Regions from separate parts of the Sus scrofa genome. Here region 2 is linked to region 1. The links are chromatin contacts, called in public HiChIP or PLAC-seq maps. All regions are on one chromosome and are shown on one strand. Each heading gives the region's core, a stretch centred on a gene start, on an enhancer-like site or on the middle of the called end of the contact. The rest is flanking DNA. Distances are from core to core; before and after follow the strand shown. Region 1 has its middle 190 kb from the start of SPTSSA. Region 2 has its middle 94 kb from the start of EGLN3.

Region 1 (5,846 bases), core at 2,165-4,664:
CAAAAAAAAATCCTATCTCAGGTGTTCTGCTGTGGCTATTAAGAACCCAACATAGTATCGCTTAGTATGTGGATTTGATCCCTGGCCTTCTTCAGTGGTTTAAGGATCTAGTGTCGCTGTGAGCTGCCGTGTGGGTCACAGATGCAGCTGGTATCTGGTGTTGCTGTGGCTGTGGCATAGGCTGGCAGCTGCAACTCCAATTTGACTCCTAGCCTGGGAACTTTCATATGCCAGTAGGTGTGGCCTTAAAAAAAAAAATCTATCTCCCACCAAAAAGATAAATGCTATGGCTTGAAAAATGAAAGCTGAGGACAGAGATAAGTGATCAAAGTCTCTTGTTCATATGTCCAACTTGTTTATATATCCAACTTTACAACTGTATTATAAAACCCAATTGCCAGTGACTTAATCAAAAGTTAATTTGGAAGAAAGCAATTTAGCCAAAAGCATTTTGGCTAAAGGCAGATTAATCACTGTGAAAGAATTTTGTTCTTACAAAAATTTTTTTGGAAATTATTGACACAGGTTACCAATATTTCTTTCAAATATTATTGACTTTGAAGCTACCCTCCATGGGTCTCTTTCTTGAGGATTATTGAAGAGGTCTTTTTTTTTTTAACTTCAAAAAAAAAAAGTTCATTTTTAATGAATCGTTCCTTCTCTATTCCATTTGCGGTAGTAAAAATTTGGAACAACTTTTTTTTTTCTCTTTTTTTTTTAAATGGCTGCACCCATGGCATTTGTTTGCAACCTACACCACAGCTAGAGCAATGCCAGATCCTTTAACCCACTTCATGGGGCTGGGGATCCTCCACTGTGACAGATCTGCTGCAGTTTGATTCTTAACCCACAGCACCATGGCGGGAACTCCTGGAACAACCTAACTTTCTAATGAGAGGAGATGAGTCTCACATCTGAGCTGCTGCTAAAATCCATGATCTCCATCCTGATCTAGCCAATCTTCACCATGCCATGTAGATGGCACTGGGTTTGGAAGTTCTTGAACCCGAAATCGCCCACATGGGAACAAGAGACACATATCTTTTTGTCCCAATTGCCTCCTTGGGCTGTGCCAGAGAACAGGTTTTCATGGAGCCCTTCCCCAGGGAAGAATAACTCGGAAGAAGAGAAGGGTTGATATTACTGTCCCCAGGAATGAAAGCAGAGGGCAGGGATCAAGGGGAAGTCCAGCTACTGTCTCAGTAAGGGAGTCAAAATCACATTAAATTTTTAAGATTCTCTAAATCTTATGGGTTTGTGATTTGTATTATTCCCAGTATATTAAGCAGCAGTATTAGGAGAAAAGGTTATTTCAAAAATAAACAGACAAGTTAAAAAGAGGAGCTGGTTGCTTATCTTCGGGGACCTAGAGGAATTCAAAGGAGCTGGGGACACCACATCCCTCTGGGGCACAGAACACAAGGGAGTCAGAATTGGTGATGCCAGCACCCAGGAGGAGAGGAAGCAGGTCATGTGCCTAGGACCAGAGGAACAGAGGAGAGAAAGACAAACCCATCTTGGCTGGCAGGAGTGTGTGGGGCTGGCTTTTTCACCTCCTCTGCCAGTTCCTTTACCTTCCCCTAAATGCTTGATTCTTAAATCCATATCCTCAGCCATGCCCTCTCTCCTAACTCCAGACCCACATACCAAACACAATCCCCACAGATGCCCCAGCTCAGCATATGCAAAATGAACTTATCACCCTCTCCACCTCCAACCATATCTCTCTCTTCTCCAGTATCTTTTTTTTCTTTATATGGCCACACCCATGGCATATGGAAGTTTCCAGGCTAGGGGTCAAAAAGGAGCTTCTGCCAGCCTATACCACAGCCACAGCAATGCCAGATGTAAGCTGCATCTGCCATCTACACCATAGCCCACAGCAACAACGGATCTTTAACCCACTAGCAAGGCCAGGGAGCAAACACGAGTCCTCATGGATACTAGTCAGATTTTTAACCGGCTGAGCCACAACAGGACTCCCTCTTCTCCAGTATCTTTGATCTCAGTGGAAGACATTACCAATCTCCCAAGCACCAAGGCTACCATCTCAAACTGCCCTTCTCTCCTCTATAAGCCATTAGCCATCAGGTCCAGCAGTTAGATACCCTGTGGCCCATTCTTTTGCTTCTCCCAGTCCCTGTCCTACTTCAAGTCTTAAAATTTCCTGTAATACCACTGCAGTTGCCCCCTAACTGCAATAGTTCTACCTCCAAACTGCATCAGGTCTGATTTTTACAGTGAATCCTTGTGATTCCGTGAATTTATTTCCATACTGAATTGCATTCAGCCCATCTTTATTTCCACTGATGGTGAGAAGAGTCGAACTCCTCAATTTAAAGACATAATCTCAGACCTAAAGCTCTTTCACATTTCCCCCTTTTTTTCCCTAGGATCACTTTCCAAAACCAACTCTCCACATCAAAGCCCTGCCTTCTGGGGGAGCACAGGCTAAGACACCTTCCAGTCCTATGGTCTAAAGAGCTTCAAAGCTACCTTTCCCCTCCTCTGCATCTACTGGGCTGTGTGTGACCTAGTCTCTACCCACCATCACACAGACTTCAATGGCCTAGGTGGGACACAAGGTGGGTGGTGGAGACACAAGGAAACGGACCGGCATGGCTGCTCTGTTCTGTGGCAGCTCTGGCTGAGGTTCCAGTGTTCCCTCCCCTGCTCACAGGTGCCAAGCAGTGGACAGAGGCTCCAGCGGGAGCTTCACAAGATCCATCACCTGTGTGGTTGGCAGTTCTCCAGGCTACACTGCTCCTGGCTGGATACTTTCCAACCTTGGTTCTCTGGTCTTCCTGAAATTCCAGAAACCACTACTCTAACAAGTCCCTTTCTAATAAAATTGGCCTCTATGGTTCTTTTTTCTGAAATTAGGAATCCAGATCCAATGCAGTTATCAAAAGTCTTATTCATTGACAGAGATTTTTTTTTTCTCTAAGCAAGAAGCTGCCCCTTTACACTGAGGGTTGAGCAAAAATATCATGTATCTAGACATTTTTACACTAGGAGATTTTTTTAATAGCTCTTATATTTCCACCTATGAGGATTCATTTAGACAGCTTGAATCCATGCCTTGTTATTAATCATAAAGGCAAGAGTTTTACAAACCTTGGATGCACAAAGTCCTGTTAATACTTAATGTATTTCATGTATTTTAATAATAACAGCTACATTTTTAGTGCCTATTATGCCCCAGTGACTGACATATTCTCAGTATGATATCTGATTAATCCTTACAACCATAAACACTGAAGTTCAAATCACACAAATTGTTAATAGATTCAGTGCTTTAACTCAGATCTTTCTGACCCAAAGCCCATGCTCTCACCCCGGTGCTATGTTCCTCCCTGACCAAAGGCCTTGCTATAATCTGAGCCACAACTTGTGACCAGGGCTCTGCCCTCTGGTTCACACTATGCTATTGGCTGAGCTCCCAGGGGAAGTGCTGGGCTCAGGGAACACATGCCCTAAGTCCTCAGAGACAGGCTCATGGTCTGCCAAGTTCAAGTAAATCAGCTTCCCTTCAGCTCACAGTTGCTGTATTAGTCAGACTTAGTTCTGCTGTGAGTAAAAGAATAATCCGATATAACTAGAGCTCAAATTAGTTTCTCCCTCTGACTTTCAAAAAGTAAGAGGGGTTGATTAGCCCAGGGCTAGAATAGGGCTCCACACTCAGGAACCCGGGTTTCTCCTCTCTTGCTGCTCCTATTCCTAAGGTCTCTTCATGACCCACAATGGCTGCTGGAGTTAAACTACACTTCTGGACTCTGCCAGCAAAAAGAAAAGCATGCAGTCCCTTTCCTATAAGGACGGCCCCTGTTAAGTCGCACTCACCACTTCCTCTAACAACCGCCAGCTGGAACTCAGCTACTACAGGTTCCATGGCTAGAAGGAAAGCTGGGAAGTGTGATCTTCGGGGCACTGGGAGGAGGGAACTGGGGCCAATCCCTGTGCCAAGGCATAAATCTTGGTTTCTACAATTGCGGAAGAAGGATCAGATGAATGGGTCTCAAGGGACAGCTGCCAACTCTGTGACCAGAGCCTTTGATATAAATGGTCCATTTTGGAGTCTTAATTTTTGCATTTATTTCATGGCAGAAACAGGAAACACCAATTCCTTTCTGAAAAGGAGAAAAAGGGTCAAGACCTGAAGAAGTGGGGATAATGAAGGCTTATTAATATTAAGTCAAATGATAGAAATCCAGCAACTTGTCTGTCACCAACTCAGCTTTCCCAACTACCTATTCATTATATTTTCAGCTTTTCAGGAAATCCTCTTTTTTAACATAACTCCAGCCTTTGTGCAGAACTTGCAGGGCAGATCCCTGTCAAATCTCAGATGTAGCCTCTCTGCTGAGAGCACAGGACAAGTGGGGTGGTTATCTGAGCCACAACAATGACCCAAGCCACAGCAGTGACAAGATCCTTAGTCTACTAGGCCACCAGGGAACTCTTAGAAAGTTTTTTTAAAACCCTAGAATATTTTGTCTTACCATTTTAGGGATTTTTTTCTTTAATACAAAAATAATGCATACTTATATTTATCACTTCCAAGGGGATAAAAAAATGTAAAGATAATCCATAATTGCATATATCAGAAATAACCACTGTTAATAAATTGGCATATATCTTTTTTTCATGTATAAATGTGCAAAGATGAAATGATTTCAGACATACTGTTTTATAACTCTCCAAAAATTATGTAGCCACTTCTCCCCCAGCAAAAGACACCAGTATAGTAACCCAATTAATGTAATAGTTAAGCCTCAGAAAGATATTGAAGAAAGGCTAGTGGGAGGCAAAGGGTGAACCCTTGGGCTCCCGAGACAGATCAAGGCTTCATCCTACAATCAGAGTTCTGTACTGTTGTCCATGGAACATGCTGGAAACAACAATTCAGGCCTTCTGAGCCCCCATTTCCTTGTCCACAACATCAGGATAATGATGCTCATATCTCACAAACACCCCAACAAATGAGGTCAACTCTTCTATGAGCTTTGAGTTTTAGGAACAGTGTCTTAGTATTTGAATACGTTGTTGCCTGCTGGTTAAATGGTATTGCTATTATTATGTTACCCGGCTTTGAATTTTAAACTCTCCTTTTTAGAATATTTCTGCTTTCCCCTCACACGCCAATCACTCCTGGACTCTGCTGTTGCTGGTTAAAAGTTTATCAGTTCTAACTTACTTGAACAAACATTCTTATATTTTTTCCATGGAATTTTTTTTTTTTTTTTTTGGTAAATTTGCATGTGGGCAGTATGGTACTTGGAGACAGGAGTTGGTTTTACATTGTTTTGGTATTTCCTGCACCAACTCTCTGCTCCCTGCTAGGCCCATATCACAGGGATGTTTGCAATGCCCAAGACAACGGTGGCTCTTCCATGTTGGGGAGTCACCGCTGTCCCACAAAGCTTCCCTCTTAGAGGCATGAGAGGGTCAGGCACCAAGACTCTAGTGGGAAGTTGTCCAGATGTGACCTGCCAATGCTGGGAAGTGAATTACGCTGTTAGGATAGATTTGCTAAAGCCAGGAGGCCCTTGCTGGGGATTGCCTGGGGCCATTTCACCGATAACTCCTGCTATAAGACAGGGACTGAGAAAAGACCAAACAAGTAACACTACCCCACCCATCCTCAACTCCACCTCCCTCTAGTAATGTTGAGTCCTCAGACCCCACAAGCATGAGAAGCTTTACAGAAAACTTGGCTCTTTCCTTGTTCATTTAAGCCTCACTGTCTTTACCAAGTACCAAGAAATTTGCTCACGGATACACTGGATGATCTAAATACAAGTGCCGATCTCCTAAGGACGTATAAGTTTTTTCTAAACTAAATT
Region 2 (5,776 bases), core at 2,599-5,098, 220 kb before region 1:
ATCTCTCAGATCTGTCCCTTACATTCGTTTCTACAAAAACAATCCTCTCTCACCTAAATTACTGCACTACTCTGGCTGCTACAGACTGTCTCATTTCTGTCCTTACCTAGACACTATTTCCCAACTCACTGAAACTTTGTTCCCTGCTATAAAAGATGCTCCTGAACAAGTTTTCCAAGGACCTCCATAATTTACCTGCCACCCCTTTTCCCCATCTGTCCCTGGATACCTCCCAATCTTCCAGTTGTTACAAACAACCTTGTCTCTTTAAAGCATGCAAATACGTCTCACTGTTGCTCATACTACTTCCTCAGTACAGAATTTCTTTCAGTCCTTTCTCAGATGATTAACATGGAGTCCTGGATCAGAGACTGCCTCCTCACCTGGAAAATCTGTTTCCTCTTCATTTCCATGATTCTTTGCGATTTGGATATAAATATTGATACAGATTATTTTTTAAGAGTCGTTTACATGTCATGTCATCTTATGCCTTAGCCCATCCCCCCCTTCATTCCGTATATTATAATGCTGAGGCCCAGGGTCGGCATTCACTCCTTAGTTGCTCAGGGAATAGTTACTGAATTAAAACCAATTCCTAGAAAGAAAAGGCCAACACAACAGGTGAAACCAGGATAAGATTAGCTTCACAAGGCAGCATTGGGGTGGGGAGGAGATGGTCATTGAAAGAGCGATACAAGAGAAAAGTGTTGGAGGTGGGGGCCAAAGAGAGACCACCCCTTACTTCGGTAGTGAGGAAAAGGGAGGAGGTCCACCCCACCCCAAGTTTCCAGTTCCCTCAGGGATCCGCAAGCTCCATCTACAGAAAGAAGTCTGACTAAGCAATATCCCAATGCCTGTGCTGTAACAGAACAAATTTAACCCCGCCTTAGGGTTAAGAGTTAAGAAACCGACCCCAAGCACTGAGCTCACTGGGCCAAGCACACACCACATTCCCCAGAGATTTCCTTAAATGTGGTAACCCGATACTAAATCTTCCCTCTGTGTTGATGGCGTATTTAAACTGTGGTTCTTTCACTTGAAATCTTTTAAAAGAAAAAGCCTCAGGGGACTGCTGATGAGAGTAATTACAAGGAAAGCACACATCCTAAGCCAAAAGTTTCTTCGAAAACTTAAACATCAACCCAACTGAAGTGACTAAAAGCTGAGAAAGTGGTGAAGACAACGAATTATTTTTTAAAACTCGTTCAAATCTCCTTTGTTAAGCCCCTACCCTATTCATGGAAGCCACTGGATCCAGCTGTTACTTGTCACACAAGGTAGGAGGTGTGATCTTCACTTTGGAAATGAGGAAATTGAGATTCAGGAGGATGCATGTGAGAGTACATGCTTCTGAGCGAGCTAATAAGCTTCTGAGGAGAGACCATGTACAGTTAATCCCATACTGCCCTCCACGGCATCAAAGAATAGTTTGTGTTCAATAAGTACTTGCTGAGCCTCAAAATGAAGATTTCCCTTTTGTGGAAGACATACCCTTGGGAATTTTTCTGCTCTCCATAAGCCAGAAATCATCTCCTCCCGCCTCTGAATTGCCACGTGGAGCCCCCAGACTTCCACCCCCCCACCGATGCCATAATTGATGAGCGCCCCCAGTGGGCACGCTCCAATCTGCACCCTGCAGCTGCCGGGCCACGCCTCCCTCGGCGTTCCAGCCATTGAGTGAGGTGCTCACGTGGTGGAGTATGCCTCTGACCTTCAGCTTTGTTGGCTGATCTGCTCCATCACCTCACTGACTTTTACCCAGGCTGCACGAGAATATAGAGGATGGTCCTCCTCATACTTCCCTCTGGGATCAGACGAGCATCAGTGTGATGAGTCTCCCAGCTTCTTCCAGCTCCCTCATTTTTTAAATTACGCATGACCCCATCCCATAAAATCCTAGCATGTTTAATACTGTCTTGGTGTCTGCTTCTTGGAGGAATGGGGACTAACATCCCAGTTTCTGCTTTAATAAATAATAATTTTCATTCATTTCAGAATATTGAGTAAGCTCCTATTGATGCCTGGAATACAGTGGTGAATAAGAACAGCATTATTGATGCCCTTAAGGAGCTGGAGAATGAATCAAATAATTACAAAAATTAAAAGCACAAGGAGCTACGATGAGATGTAACAGGTTCCTGAGCTAATCTATGGGTTTGAGAGAGAACACCCTTAAGAAGAGTGAATTAAGATGAGACCTAAGGATGAGGAGTTAACCAGGCAAAGGGGTGGAGTATTTCAGGCTGATGGAACAGAAGGTGCAAAGGCTCTGAGGTGGTAGGAAGCTCAACAAACCAAAGGACGCAGAGGCAGAGAATGTGGAGCAATGAGATTGAAGGGGAAGGCACTGCCCATCTCAGAAGGCCCTGTGAGCCATCTTGGGAATTTGGAAGATTATTTCTCTTTCTAGAGTGAAAATTCTTTGAAAGCAAGTACCTGGTAGTGCCCCTCTTTGCCAGGTCTAGTATAATGTCTGGCTCAAAGTAAACACTCACTAAATATTTAAGGAATCAAAGTAATGTAAATCAATGAGGAAATAATTCAATGTTTGCGTTGTTATCTCTAACATCAAGGATGTAGCAAATTAGCTACAAATGTCAACCAGAAGAAGCTTCTGCGCCTCCACAAGCTGATAAGACCAATGATAACAATGAGAGGATGATCAAGCATCAGTCTAATCCTTGTGGAGGTGGAAACAAGGAGATGCCACAGCATCGGGCATGATGGCGAGTAGGAGCAAGCCCTGAATCAGGCTGCCTGGTTCAAATACTGGCATTGCCACTTCCAACCTAGGTGGCCTTGAGCGAGTTACCCAATGTCAACGCATCTCAGTGTCCTCACATGTAAGGCACAGTTGACCATACTACCTCGACTGGAGTGCTGGTGGGGGACCACGGGAAACCACTACGAAAAGCCCTTAGAAGGCTCCCTGGGGCATCACATGTGTTCAGTAAATGACACCAGTTGTTAGTATTCAAACATGGTTTTCTCTGCTGATATAAGAGAACAGGGAGCCTTCCCAAACCGGGGTGAGTTATCACAATCCATCTGTCATCAGAACCGAATGGGATCGGCATTTCCACTGTGGTTCAGTGGTAACGAACCCAACTAGTATCCATGAGGATGCAGATTCGATCCCTAGCCCCACTCAGTGGGTTAAGGATCCAGTGTTGCCGTGAGCTGTGGTGTAGGTTGCTGACATGGGTTGGATCTGACGTGGCTGTGACAGTGGCTGTGGCATAGGCCAACTATTGCAGCTCTGATTCAACCCCTAGCCTGGGAACTTCCATATGACGTGGGTGCGGCCCTTAAAAGACAAAAAATGAATTAAAAAATAAAAATAAATAAACCACGTGGGATTACTTCTGATGTAAGAGGCCAGTTTTGAGGACCAGCTAGGTGGGCTGCAGACCCTGGGGCCTGGCCAAGAGACCAGGCCCGGACATGCATTTTACTCAAACCCTGAATTCCACCTTAGTATTTAAATCTAGACCTGAACGTGAGACCAGACAACATGCCACTAACGTGTAAGGATATGCAATATACTCACCGAGCAGGCAGTGCTGCAGAAAGCACACGCTGCTTGCAGGCTTCCTGTTCTGGAGGGCAGAGGCTGTGCCTTTTGGCTCCATTTCAGAACAGCAAAAGGCAGCACTACGAGCAGATGCAGCTCAGTTCCTGCCTTCTGGGTTTGTTTTCCCATGTCCGACACTGCTGTGAGAGCCCAAGCTTAGAAGAAAATGCTTATGGAATCAAAAAGGATGAAAGGAGGAAAACTACCTGGCTCCCACCCCGGGCACAGTGTCCCAGCTGGCTCCGGCTGCCTTGGAATGGGGCAGGGTGCTTGGGATGTAATTGCTGGGCACAGATATGAGGCATGCAGGCCTACGTGCACAACAGCACACACCACCGGGCCAGGAGGGACTCTGTTTGGTGAGTGTCCATCTGATAACAACCCAGATCCTTGAGATGCCAGCTGCCTGCCAAGCTGGACATGTCCGTACAGTGGCACCCAGAGGTCTAGGAGACAGAACAAAGGACCTGTTATTGACTAGACCTGTATAAGCATGTCATCCTTACCAAAACAAGTCTTGGACCAGGCTGGCAGAGAGGCTGTATCCAGGCAACCTGGAGTCTAGAACAGAGCCTGTCAAATTCTAAAAATTCTGTGGAGTTCCCGCTGGGGCCTCAGTGGGTTAAGAAACTGACTAGTATCCATGAGGATACAGATTCAATTCCTGGCCCCACTCAGTGGCTTGACGATCTGGCGTTGCCGTGAGCTGTGGTGTAGATCACAGATGCAGCTCAGATCCAGCACTGCTGTGGCTGTGATGTAGGCTGGCAGCTGCCACTCCTCAAGCCTGGGAACTTCCATATGCAGCAGGTGTGGCCCTAAAAAGGGGGAAGGGGGGGGGCTCTCTGAGGGTCGTTTCAATGTCAGTGGATGAACCTGGGACTCTTGCTAGGATTTGGCACGTGTGTTTATAGCTTCCCAAGAGTATTCTTTTCTGTGCCTCCCACTGTTGCCAGGCCCTGAGAGTGCTGGCTGTCTTGGTACCCTCTTCTCTAGGCCACAGCTTCCCTCCAGGTCTGAAACCTTCCCTCTCCACATTCCATTAGGATATCATACTAATTATGGCCAACACATATTTACTGCTTACACTGGCCCCTTACTGCTCTAAATGCTTTACATATATTTTAGCTCATTTACTCATGGTAGCAACCCTATGAGATGTGTTCCATTATGTCCCCACTTAAGAGATGAGTAAACTAAGGGACAGAGTGGTTAAATAATTTACAAAAGAGTCACATGACTCATACAGTGGCAGAACCAGGAAGCAAGTCTGGGTAGTTTGGAGGCAGGGTCTCTGGGCTTATCCATTCTGCTGTATTTCCTCTCCCTCCAAGACCGATTTCTGACTGATCAAATATTTTTTAAAGGTATGATATTCCTAGGCCTATTCTTCCAGAAGAACTGCTCTCCAGTGCAGAGCTAGGATTCTATAACTTCCTCTTTTGTTTATAGTAAAATGTCGATAAATGAGGAAAAGCTAGGAAGGGAAGCTGCACTGCTTGAGAACTTGGTATCGGCAGTAAATCCTGAGAACTCTGGTGTTTGAGCCAAGTGAGTACTTGGGACAAGTTTCTCAGTTCATACAAGGTATGTCTTGATGTTTCTGGCTTAAAAGAGACCCATTATCCCAACTGGGGAAACTGGGGGCAGAGTTAGGAAAAGTAGCTACTGACTCGTGTTTGTTTACAGCACCACATCCCCACAGGGAAGAACAGCAGCCTCACAGATCGAAGCCCAGAGTCCAAATTGATGAGCTATTCCCAGGAATTCATCCCAGAAGGAGCCCCTTGTTGCCGTCACTGTGGAAATGAATGAAGGGCTCCAACACCACTGAGCGGGTGCTTAGCGCTCACAGAAAGCCTAGGACAGGGTTGTTGTTTTCCCCAGCTTGTAGATGAGGATGCTGGGACCCAGAGATCTGACACATTGTCCAATCTCAGTCCTGGTAAATCCAGGACTCCAACCTCATCGGGTTCCAAAGGAGGGAAGGACCGGGTGCCAGGCCAAACCCAATTTTTCCAGCATCCTGCCCTGACTCCTCAAACCCACATCAGTCCCTCTTTCTGAAACACCTGTATTACCTGTAATCTTTGCCATCATCTAGTGCTTACTAACAGTGTTTCATAGGGGGCCAATCTTGTTTGTTAACTTGGCTACAAATTGGAGGGTGGGGGTGCGCCCAAGTGACTGTGGGTTGAATTT

The links. HiChIP or PLAC-seq counts read pairs in DNA pulled down with a chosen protein or histone mark.
Region 2: an H3K27ac HiChIP or PLAC-seq map of skeletal muscle shows a contact between it and region 1, with 2.6 times the contacts expected there. The contact joins two enhancer-like sites. A contact is called at or near these places in 1 of 47 Hi-C or Micro-C datasets (embryonic fibroblasts) and 1 of 2 datasets of contacts at active chromatin or transcription factors (skeletal muscle).

What each region holds. Positions count from the first base shown.
Region 1 is chr7:65,488,894-65,494,739 of Sscrofa11.1, reverse strand. No RefSeq gene overlaps it. Among named protein-coding and RNA genes, the nearest start is that of SPTSSA, 190 kb to the right of the region's middle. Within about 2 kb of position 3,414, at least 22 of the 83 cell types and tissues checked have an H3K27ac peak or open chromatin away from gene starts, as enhancers often do. A contact at or near this core is called in skeletal muscle, where this site is marked.
Region 2 is chr7:65,708,798-65,714,573 of Sscrofa11.1, reverse strand. No RefSeq gene overlaps it. Among named protein-coding and RNA genes, the nearest start is that of EGLN3, 94 kb to the left of the region's middle. Within about 2 kb of position 3,848, at least 14 of the 83 cell types and tissues checked have an H3K27ac peak or open chromatin away from gene starts, as enhancers often do. A contact at or near this core is called in skeletal muscle, where this site is marked.